Regions from separate parts of the Columba livia genome. Here region 2 is linked to region 1. A link is a contact called in public Hi-C data. All regions are on one chromosome and are shown on one strand. Each heading gives the region's core, a stretch centred on a gene start, on an enhancer-like site or on the middle of the called end of the contact. The rest is flanking DNA. Distances are from core to core; before and after follow the strand shown.

The links. A called contact is a pair of places that touch in the nucleus more often than the background predicts.
Region 2: a Hi-C map of liver shows a contact between it and region 1, with 3 times the contacts expected there. The contact joins two enhancer-like sites. A contact is called at or near these places in 2 of 2 Hi-C or Micro-C datasets (crop and liver).

Annotation. Positions count from the first base shown.
Region 1 is chr10:1,801,586-1,807,390 of bColLiv1.pat.W.v2, forward strand. All of the region lies in intron 6 of IQSEC1 (IQ motif and Sec7 domain ArfGEF 1), which reads right to left. Among named protein-coding and RNA genes, the nearest start is that of ACAD9, 47 kb to the left of the region's middle. Within about 2 kb of position 3,391, at least 1 of the 3 cell types and tissues checked has an H3K27ac peak away from gene starts, as active enhancers do.
Region 2 is chr10:1,838,656-1,844,460 of bColLiv1.pat.W.v2, forward strand. The region is part of intron 4 of IQSEC1 (IQ motif and Sec7 domain ArfGEF 1); the gene reads right to left. Among named protein-coding and RNA genes, the nearest start is that of ACAD9, 84 kb to the left of the region's middle. Within about 2 kb of position 3,181, at least 1 of the 3 cell types and tissues checked has an H3K27ac peak away from gene starts, as active enhancers do.

The DNA.
Region 1 (5,805 bases), core at 2,141-4,640:
CAGTTATCCACATTATTTGGGCAGGAGCTCTAAAGTTTCCCCCCCAGTGGGAAAGACTTCTCCCCACTACATTATGGTACATTAATCTTCTCAGTCTTGAGTGAGCTTCCCAAGTTCATTCAAGACTAAACCAAAAAACTACCACCACCCATGTAAAGGTCACAGCTTACTTGCAATTACGCCAAATTACCCGGTGTAATCTCCATTCAGTGAAAGTTCATTTATATTCATGTCACCCACAAAAGAATTTACTAGGAAGTGATCTCAGTGCCCAGTTCTATTTGGTGGGGGAGCAAAATAAAGAGAGGAAACTCTGTGGACAACCTTTTGCACAAAATCGGGCAAGTGACCTGAACAGTTCTATCTGATCAATCAGTTTCCTTATGCCACCATTTCCTAGCGAAGTGCTAGGAAATTATACATCAAACATCAGAGCTGCTCACTGAGCGTTTAGGTTTGTCTGAGGTGATTACAAAATTGTAAAAAGTGTATGAAAGCTAAAGTGTCCAAGCAGAAAGTCTGGGCTATTCTAATAAAGGAGGAAAAACAGAGTTTAAAGCTATTTTGGAAACAGGATTTTTTCGGTATGAGAAGCGTCAGCCTTGAGGAACATGTAGCACAGTGAGGAGGATCCCAAGGCGCACCCCGAGCAGTTGCACTGCAGTAGCGGGCAAGCCCTGGCCAGTGAACCAACCCTGAGTCACGGTGCTGGAGCAGATTCTGTAGATCCTCATTACTCCCTCTCTTGGCAGTGGACAGCCTTTGTTATTTTTCCTGCTGCTTCCTTCCTTGCAAGAAAGGAAATATTTTAGTTAAATAAATGGACTAAAACAGTCTCTGAGGATTTCTCACCTCCTCTGACCCCTTTGCATCTCTGCATTTCTCGAGGAGCAGGGAAAAGAGCTTGGAGCTGCCAGCAGAGTAAAACATACTCCACTTTGAGACAAGATACATGAAAAACCTGCTGGCTCTCTCAGAACTATTTGCCAGGGCTGGCTGTTGCTTTCATGTTTATGCAGCTGCAGTCAGGAGTGACACATGAAGATGACTATGTCCTTGAAATTGAGGAACAGTTCCTGTCTTAATATTTTCTAGTGTCCCTGCCCTAAATTCTCTTTCCACACCCTCACCCCAGTTACACCTAACAGAAGCACTTCAGCTTCAATTTCTGCAACTCTGCTGACTGTAAATGGGAAACACTGACAACCACCTTTACCTTAAAAGGGATACCTCTTAAATTTGCAATGCAAAAGTACTGTTTAAAGATCTCCAGATTTTCCATTTACAGATCCACCAAACCCCAATTCAGTAGATAGATGTGAATTGTTAAACAGGAAGAAAGAGTTGGTGCTGCCTTCTCTTTTCCTTAACTCTTCTTCCAAGGGTTCCTTACACAGCTTTCCCAACTTCCTATTCAAACTGGCCGCTGTACGCCTGCAAAGGCAGCTGGTCACATTTTTCACCCTCAAAACTTGATCAGTCGAGATTTGGGCGCAGGGGTAATTCTGGCATCCAGAGTCATATCAGATGGCTGGTCTGGGAGCTGCTCACACAGTCAAATTCCTCCATTCACAGGCTGATTTTCTAAAAAACCGGCCGTATCCTGAGCACGCACCCTGGCATTGTTAGAGCGAAGCGGTTGCCGATTCCTGGCACGTAGCAGCGGGAGCCGTGTGCCCAGAGTGCGCGAGGGCAGGCGGAGCTGGCGGCGCGGATGAGGTAATGGCTCCATCCCGGTGCCAGGGACGCTCGCACACGGTTTCTGCTGCTCGCAGAGCAGCCTTGCGACAGCTACATTTGCTTTCAACATTTGGTACAGTTTATACTCCCTTTAACGGCAAAAAAGGGAATCCTTGTGCGCATATTTGAAGCCAGCGCTTAAATACACTATTGGTTGAATTCCCAGAGTTAGACATTTCAGCTGTTTCTTATAGGCGGGACATAATGTATACTAATTAAAGCACCCATTTTGGAAAAAAAGGAGGAAAAATGGGTCCTCGGGGAGAAAAGATAAAACATGCACAGAACAAAGCAAAACACACAGAGCTTTTTTTTTTTCCCCTTTGGGTGTTCTCACTTAGGGCTAAACGTTTTTAGAAATAATGAGAGTCACACTAAGAACATTCTTCTCTTCTTACTAACTCCTCTGCATGTTAGAGGACAAGCTACATGCAGTGCTTTGATTTTAATTTTTGTTGGAACTCTCTGTGGCTGAATAATCTGCAGTCCAGATGTTGCAACAACAGTAAAGTCCCTCTCTGCTTAATAAAATAAAGAAATACTTAAATTAACATTTCAAGGAATCTAGGCATGTTTTAAAGAGTCTGCTCCTGGAATTAGTAAACAATTCACATCAACAGTGATGTTTCAATTTTGAATAAAATCATCTCCATCATGCAATAAATGAAGCCAATAGGGTCAAAAGACGATACATCACTGCATAATGCAAACAGATACTCATGCCTTCTTAGCTCTGTTAATAAACCCTTTGAGAGAACTCAGGAATAGTGGGAACCTTGACAATAACTCCTCATAAAAGAAGCTACAGAAAACTCTCCCCAACAGTATGCTGTAATGGGCTGAGGACACACAGGGAACAGTTTTCCATCTGTCACTACCCTTTCCAGAAAGCAAGAGAGGACAAAAAAGGGGGGTGGGGAATGAAAGTCATCTGGGAAAACTTATTGTAAAAATATGCATAGCCTAGCGTCTGTTCTAGCAATGTTAAATGGCCTGATGTTCGTTTACCTCCAAGATGTATGTGCAAGATTAGGCTGTAAAACCTTCAACAAAAACACCACACCAAAAAAGCCTTTAACAAAATGATGCCATAGCAGAAAAAGCAGAGCAGCGTGGTGGCAATGGCCCATGAGATGGACTGCACAGGCCCTCTCCACCAGCAACAGCAACAACTGGCACCAGCACAAGCAAGACTGGTTCCCATGGCAAGAAATCCCAGTGCCGCAGGAATGCTGCCAGATGAGAGGACACTTAACTGTGCCTTCTGCTACCTGATATCCCAAAGGAGATACTAAATATGATTCTAGTCTCTGCTAGATTAGCAAATGAGTCTGAGAAATGCAAACTTTTATCTCCCATATTTTATACTGCTAGGCACAGTCACATCAACTTTTCAAACCATTCTAACGCTCTCCAAGTTTTGTCGAAAACACTTGATTAATACAGAAAGTGTTTGTGTCCGCTGCCCGAGAAAAAGCTGAATAAGCGCTACACTGTCCTGCATTCCACATGGCCCAGCTCAGCGTGTCACTGCAGGCTGGGAGGTGGGAACTGAGGATGGTGTTATCAAGAGACATACCTGGTGGCCACAAATACTTGGAAAGGAGCCAGACTTAGCGCCACGGCCATGGTGGCACACGAGAAGGGAACACAGCAATGTCCTTCTTCCTACACGCAGCTCTGCACGGAATTACAGTCTGCTACTGCCGACCGCAAAGCTGCCTCAGGGGCAGGACGTGTTTCCTCAGACTACTGAGGTTAAAAACCATTTGGTCCTGTTTAATCTGTCAGACCCATCAGTGCACGGATAGCAGAATGGAACCTGAAAATCCTACCAGATTGGGCCGCAATAACTGGCAAACCTGGTATTTCCAGTCTGCAGTCAAAACAAACATGAGAATCAAATCACAGCCCTTTTCACTTTTTTTTTTAAGCAGCAGTCAAAAGCCCTCTTGAAGCCTTGTTTATAAGCAAACCAGGCTCAAAGGCTGGATTTGCATTGGCAGGGTTTGAAGCCTGCAAAATAAACCTTTCTAGGTAGTGTTTTTCTTCTGCCTATGAGGAAGGAATGGTTTCCAGTGTAATTTCTCCCAGACTACAACCCTTTCAAACTGCACTGAAGAAAATGCCTAATTCAACACAGTTGGGCTCAGCAAGCTGCCCTGGGAGCCCCTGTGCTCTGGGCTTGCACCTGCAACCCTTCCTTTTGGAAGGCGATGAATGGTAGCTCACCATCTGACAGCCCATTGCCAGGGTGAGGTCACTGCTGCCATTCAAAACCAGGAGAATGTACAGAAGCTCTTACTTTGTTGCAATTTCTTTGGCAGAAATCATTCCGTTTGGGTGACACTTTACATGCCGGTATAGCAGATGCCACAAACCTTCTTTAAAAAAATAGACTTATTTAATCAACACTAAGGTTCCAAAACGAGTGTCACATTATAGTTAGAAAGAGATTCTATGATCAAGTGATATGACTACTAGAAAAACAGTTTTCAATTACCTACATTTTTTTTTTTTCTCTACTGTCTTGTGCTCTCCATTCTCTAAGGACATTTGTGCTACTAATGTTTTGCTTTATGATGGTGATGAAGTCAACTAGCCCACAAGTTGTGCTCAAATCTCACTCCATCCATAACTGGCTACTCTAATAAACAGCCTCTGGTAGGAAAACTGCACTTTGGCTTCTGAAAATTCTTATTGTAATAGGAAAGCCAGAATAATTCTAAGCATCTGTTGAAATTTCAACTGTGAGAATAGTGACCTTCCATGCTGCTTGAAACTTTATCCTTTCAACACTCATAGTGAACAAAGCAAAAATATTTTCTCTAATACAACTCATGCACCTCTTTAAGGTTCTAAACTCTTTGCATTTCAGCCAAGCTCCATGTACAAGAAAGAAATAACATTATTATTTGTTAATTAAGGTTTGAGATTTTAATTTCCAAGAAAGATTTCAAAGATGCAATGAAATTAATTGGACTTCTTGTAAAAGACATCTTTAAAATTTCTTCTGGTACATGCTGACACTTGGAAAAAACTTGACTTCTTGTAATAGGTAACTTCAAAGCCACTTGTTCGAGTTGTGCACACAGCCCTTCCGCACGGGTGGAGCACGCATCCTCTCAGGAGCTCGCTGCCAAGGCTTGTGCTACTCCCTCATTTTGTGGTCATAAATGTGTCATGAAAGATCACACAGGCCATGTCATGAGAGTGAAGCTGCAAAGCTGGGACTGATTTGCAGAAAGTGCCCCTGACCTGCAGACGCCTCTCCCGGCCCGTGTCAGACCAGCCCGGGCAATCCTCCTTCACGCTGTGCCGCATGTGCAACAGCAGCATTCGGCAAGGGAACTCACACCTAGGGCACGGCTTTCTTTTCAAAAACACCTGGACGCACAAGATGCTACGACATTACTTCATGTGCCGAGAACAATGAGCGTAATGCTCAGAAGTTAACTGAAACCAATGCACCTGTACAGCACATATCTCAATGGAAAAAGAAATCATCGCTGGTAAATCCTGGCAAGTGCCTGAACACAATTTCTATCCCTTCATTGACCTCACAAAATGCAATCTGCAATCCCACCTGATACAGTCTTAGGAATCTCCTTCTGAACTTTTCAAAAAATAAAGATTTGGAAGTTTTCCAGGTCCCTTTTCAAAGGGTTTACAGATTCAAGCGCATCACATTCTATGATGGTTCAATACCTGACATTGCACAGAAGGGAAATAAGGCTATTAATGAAAATGTCACCATCTGCGGACTTGAAGCACCATAATCAAAACCAAGATACATGGGATACTGGAGGACTATCTGAGCTATAAATAGAATCACAGTGACTTAGCAGAAGGTAACAAGAATCTTCAGGTCTCTATCAATACTAGAGATAAAATAGGGTGGGGGAACGAAACAGCAAACAGCAAAAGATCAGGCACAGAGGAGCTGGCGGGACTGCTGTCTTTAGAACTCACTGCTAAGAAACTGCAAGTCACCTTGCAAGCAGCCAGCTGAGAAAAAAGATTTCTCTTTGTTCGAGTCCATTCAGCAAGATGACTTAGATGTGT
Region 2 (5,805 bases), core at 1,931-4,430, 37 kb after region 1:
AGCCTTTCTTTGGGATTACCGGACAGCAGAGATTAGCAATGCTTAGTTATGCTCCACGTGACCAACGTCTCAGAAGCTCTCAGACCTCACGAAAAGCACTGTTTTGTTGACTCGGTGTTTAGGTTTTTTTCCCTGTTTGAATGACCCACAAATGTAGTAAGATGAGTATGAGCTTCTGTGTGCACACCGGCTTCTGGGCGCACAATAAAGTCAAGTGGAAAAAGACATGACTGATTTTTAAATGGTTTTACACATATTTTCTAATTCTGGAAAATACAGAATTATGTTTCTTTGAATAAATATGTGAAAGAATTACAACCCCCATGAATACTGGCTGAAAGCTTGTGGTAGTAATTATTAGTCAGTATTAAAGTAAATATCTGAATGTTGCTAATTCATGCTCTATATAGAACTGTCTTTCTCTCAGCATTGGTGACATGTGGCTCAGGATAACATGCCACACCATGTACATATTTTCCATGACTTGTATTTCTGTGAGCACATTCTATACCCAGAATTTCTTCTCCTTGCAGCTCAGATTGTGTTACAGTTGCTTATTTTTATAGCAACAACTAAGTTTAAACTGTTACTAAAATGACAAGCATCACTGAAATGTCCCATATCTACATAAAAACAATTGACCAAAATACAATTCGAAGGTAAAGAAATAATGTTTCTACTGACTGCATATTGAAACAAATGAGTAAGAAAAAGGTTCTCAGGAAGGTCTTGTTATTGACATGATAAAGTTAGGTTTAGAGGTATTTTATGAAAATATTTTCATGGTTTCTGTATTAGTGCATGACTGCAACACAACGATTTTCAACTCCCACATGATTCAGCGCCGGCCTCCTGCTCACAGTGCCATGTGTAATGCAAAGGGTGATCACTGAGGAAGAACAACAGAACCACATTCCCCAGCAATGATCACATAGCAAAACGAGTTACTGTACTATGGCCACCCTATACATATAAATATATATATATATATATACATACCGCAGGAAACAGCTGTGGCACTGCCAATACCACTGTGTGTGGTAACAACGTCTGAGCCTCCAATCATTGGCTTAAATCAGTGAACTAGATTCAGTAACCATAAAAACTCAATCTTAGCGTAAACTACACAAACAAATATTGACTTTTTCCATGGTAACCTTTATAGCTAATAGAAGCTTTGAATGGTATTTTAAGCTGGATATAAAGCAAACAAAAATAGGATAGGAACCACTAAACGCACACCTCAGCAGAGAAATGCTCCATAGGAACATGAATGAAGAGCATTAATTAAAAGGGGTATTTTTGTTCACAGTTTCCCGCGGCAGAGCCTGGGGGGCAGCACAGCGGGTTTCACAGTCCTCTCTATGGAATATGAAACCGAGGAGCCAATATGGGAAAGGGCAGGAAAACATTACGTTGCCTTTCTGGGCATTATTAAACAAGAGGGAAGAAATTATTGGAAAATACCCAGTTTAAATTATAGCACTGGAGTTTACATGCAATGCATCAGGGATTTAGAGGCAGGTTATTTATTACTACAGAGTGATAAATTCAAGCGTAAGGAGACTCAAATATTTGTTCCATACTGCTTATTCACAGATTTCTCCCTCACGCTGTCCCTTCACCGTCATGCCCAGCAGACCTATACATGTATGTTAAGGTAAAAAAAAGGACCAGGAAAACTCCTCTTTGAAACTCTCAGTGCAGAAAACTAATTACATTTCCTAGTGCGTTAAGTGAAAGAAGAAACGTGTGTCCCCACTGTTAGATCCACAGGGAACGCCCCGACAGCAGCCCCGGTGACACAGGCCTCTGTTTCAAAGCTTATAGCTTGCCCCACAAAGTGTGCAATAAGGGACCTATACCAGAAGCCAAAGCATATTTTTAATCACTGCCTTCAAAAGGCAAAAGCGGCAAAGAAATCACATTTTTGTCACCGGTAACAAAAGAACAAGGAACTACATTACTGAAGGTGCTTTGAACTTCTGATTGAATTTTTGCCCTGTCACAGAAAATATTTAATAAATTAAGTCTCATCTAAGTCTTAAACAAAAAGAAAATGAAAATCCCTTATGCTAATTAATTGCACGGTATAGTTAAGGGTGGGTACCCTTTCAAATGCAAACAGCTAATTTACAATAAGAACCACCCCCAGGTGTCTTAGGAAAAGCTGCTAACCAATCTGGAGATCAGAATGGGAAGTCATCTGAAATGCAAATTCGTTTTCTTTACCACCATCAAATAGCCTTTTCCCCCACTAATCCAGGTGCCCACGCTACAAACTGCAGTAGCTCGGCAAATAAAAATGACCCTGAGGTAATAAAAGAGATGAAGGATGTGTTGTAAATGGGTGATCTTTGGCACCCACCATGAGATTATTCAGTGAACCAGTTTATATCAATGTTACTTAACTCTATTAATATGGAGGAAACATACTCTGGATGCAAAGGGACTCCAATTTCTCCTCCTCCGCAGCCCAACACATCCAGGCCTGGCAATTTAATCCATTTATACCCTTTCACATTAACAGACTGGAGAGATTTCCTCCTTCTCCAGATGAACACAGCTCCAGGCTGTTCCATGCAAACCTGACCGTGACCTTCCCATCTCCTGAGCTTGGCAGGTACAGATGGAAGATGCTATTTCACAGACTAGGAGTCATCTAGAGGCCTCAGGAGGCTTCTGCTATGAACAATATTTTATGGACTGCAGATCTGAACTCCTATTCCAAACCAAATCTAAGCTTAAGGCGCAAAACCCATTATGGAGATCCAAAGGAGCACGGAGGGACCAAAAGGGGTGAAACCAAAGAGGTGGCACAATCGAATGCTTTGCTGGCAAACCTGTTTGCAGATATTGCAGGTATTTTGTTCTTGAACAAACATGAGGCCGAGTGAAACGCCAGCCACGGTGGCCTAGATGCAAACCAGCCTAAACACCTCCTAAGGCTCCAGCAGCGCTTGCGAGCATTCCCAGCAGTGATGTCCAGGACCTCACCCCTTATAATCCATGCCCATCATCCCAGAGACATTTATTACACCTTATCCTATCAAACCACCCCATTAGCCCCACCAGGACCAGACTGTTGTGCCAGACTTCAGGCCCGAAACACAAACCCAACCTGCAGAGCTGCTCACACAGCCCGAGGAGACACACGCGTGCGACCGCGCAGGCGGCGCTCACACCAACCACCTCGTCATTCCTGTATATGTGTCACACAAAGGTTATTCCTCTCTGCAACCCTGCTGAAAAGAAGGTGGAGTGTAGCACAAGCAGATTATGTTTAGTTAGCAAGTGAAAAACCTGGTATTTAAGCCTAGGAAGAGACTTGTGACTTCCTAGAGACAGAAGAAAAACGAAAATAACTGGAACTCCAAATGAAGCGTTAGAAACCTTTTACATTCACTTGATCGAATCACCAGCTTGGATATTATGCCATCTTTTGTTTAAATTATGAACTGCAAAGTAATTGAAATGTGAAGTATTGCTCAATCAGTTTAAAATTTCATCTAAAGAGATTCAGCTATACTTGATTTATAGTGGTTATCTTTCTTCCTACAAAAAATAATGAAAGAAATAAGAATTTTTAAACTTGCTACTTTATTGTTTTCAGAATGACTTTCAGATACTCTCAACTGACAACAAAATCCTCTAGTTTTTATAGGTAGATGATTACAAAAATCTTTACAAAAATAATTGCAAAAATAGTTTAATGTGTCCCAACTGCATCAGTTGCTTGCTTTACTATTGTCTCAGTAGCTTTTCATTTGTCACCCACAGTATTTCTTACCCATCACAATGAGTTTCAACAAGTAACTATTTTCAGATGTGTGGTTGATCTTAAAACTGGCAGCAAAAACGCATCTTGATTTACATGGTTCTGTTTCTGCGTATTGTAGACAAAGTATTTACCTGGGCTAAATATAAATGGCATGATTCATGTTGCTCTGACCTTGCTTATGAAGCCAGCAGAGCCTCTCCTGATATTATTTAGCTGATGAAGTTTCCTTACGTTTATTTTATGCTAAATGTCTACTTATAAGCATAGTCTAGCTATTAAGGATGAATGCTAATTTCAATATTGATAGCAGGAAGGTGTTTGTTGTTGTTTGGGATTTTACTGATCAATTAGCTTTCACTAACGGTGAAGTACTCCAAGCACCCCTTTTTGTGCTGTCCTGAAACCTCTCCCATGGGCCAGAGGGAGTGAAATCATCAAACAGTCCCAGCTGGAGTTATTTCAAATGGATTCTTTTTGAAACCCATGGCAAAAAAACACATTTTGAAGGATGTGGAAAGAGCATCCGAGTATGACGGACAATCTAAAACTCTTATTTTTTTCCCTAAAATGGACATTGTGTAAGGGCCCCATGGCTCCTCTCAGGCCTTTCCCAGGACTGACTAAGCCAGAAGATGCCAACTGCGCCTTTCTGCACAAACCTCTGGTCAGTACTGCCGAGCCATGGGGTGAAGCCACAGGCTCCTCAACCACATCTATATGAACACTGAGACAAAACAGAAATGGTTCTTGGGCATCTGTTTTTCAAAGCTCCTGCATAATATTCCAAGGAGACCAAACTGAGAGGTTGGGGTTTTATTTGTTTGTTAACTCTGGAGAAAGTATTCCAACGGTGACACATAGTGCTAGTATTTGCCTATGTTATTTGCTGTACTTTGTGGCATTATGATTGCTGGCAGAAGCTGCAGTTTAGGATAGATGAAAGGAAAAAGTAATGTTAATGTTGAAGGAAGGTGAAGCTTTCTACAACCTGACTATTCAATGCTACCCTGGCTCCAACCAGCTACAACTGGCCTAAAACAAAACCCTAAGAGCTCTGACAAAACCCGATCTGTTTCACAGACCTACATTTACCCTCCCTACAATGCCAACAAATACACATAAAGCAAAAAAAACCCAAATGTTTAAAATAAAAGGTGCTGAATTCTAGTCTCACAAGCACTGGCTGCAACATGATTTCATGCAAAAACTGGTATTTAGTGCAACTGCTGCTTCTGTCTGGATGCTCAGAAATACGGTAGTGATGCTACTACACCTTTCAGTCCCGCTCACAGGCCACAGAACATACATGCTAACAAGAAAAACGTCACTCATTGTTTCTCCCAAATTTCCAAAGGTTGTTTCACTGTGCAGTGCAATATACCATCCAAGTTCACCCTCTCATCCTTTTCCTCCACCACCACAGCACAAGTCAAACGGTCTGTCACAAACCGCTGTTCTCCTTGTAGTTCCCAGATACACTCTCGAGCAGGCGTCTGCTGACAATTTCCGCATGTGCTCTGCACGGCTTTACACAATGCTGTGGTGCTCCTGCAGGGAATTACAATGGCACATACATTCTTCAGTTAATTAATTTCTAAAAATGGAGGATTAATGATTTTAAACCTGTTAATACGAAGTCCAGACACTTCTGTAAAATTTTCAAATAAAAATAACATTAGTCTGTTATGGATTTTATTACACAATCACCATATAAAAGTCTGAGGGATTCATTCTTTACTCAGGCTAATTCCAAGTGCCTGTCAGATTTTCTCTATCCAGAGTACATGTTCCCTTAGAACACTCAGCTATTCAGAGGGCTCTGCGTGCCCATGCCCTCACACACATTAATTCCACAATCAGTGTTATGTGACTGCATCTACAGTTACATGATATCAACACAAAGAGGCAGGCAACAAGCTTACCAAAAAATTCACAGCTAGTTTTATTTCTGAGAATAGAGTGACTATCAGCAAGTTTGCTGATGAGACCAAACTGGGAGGAGTGGCTGACACTGGAAGCTGTGC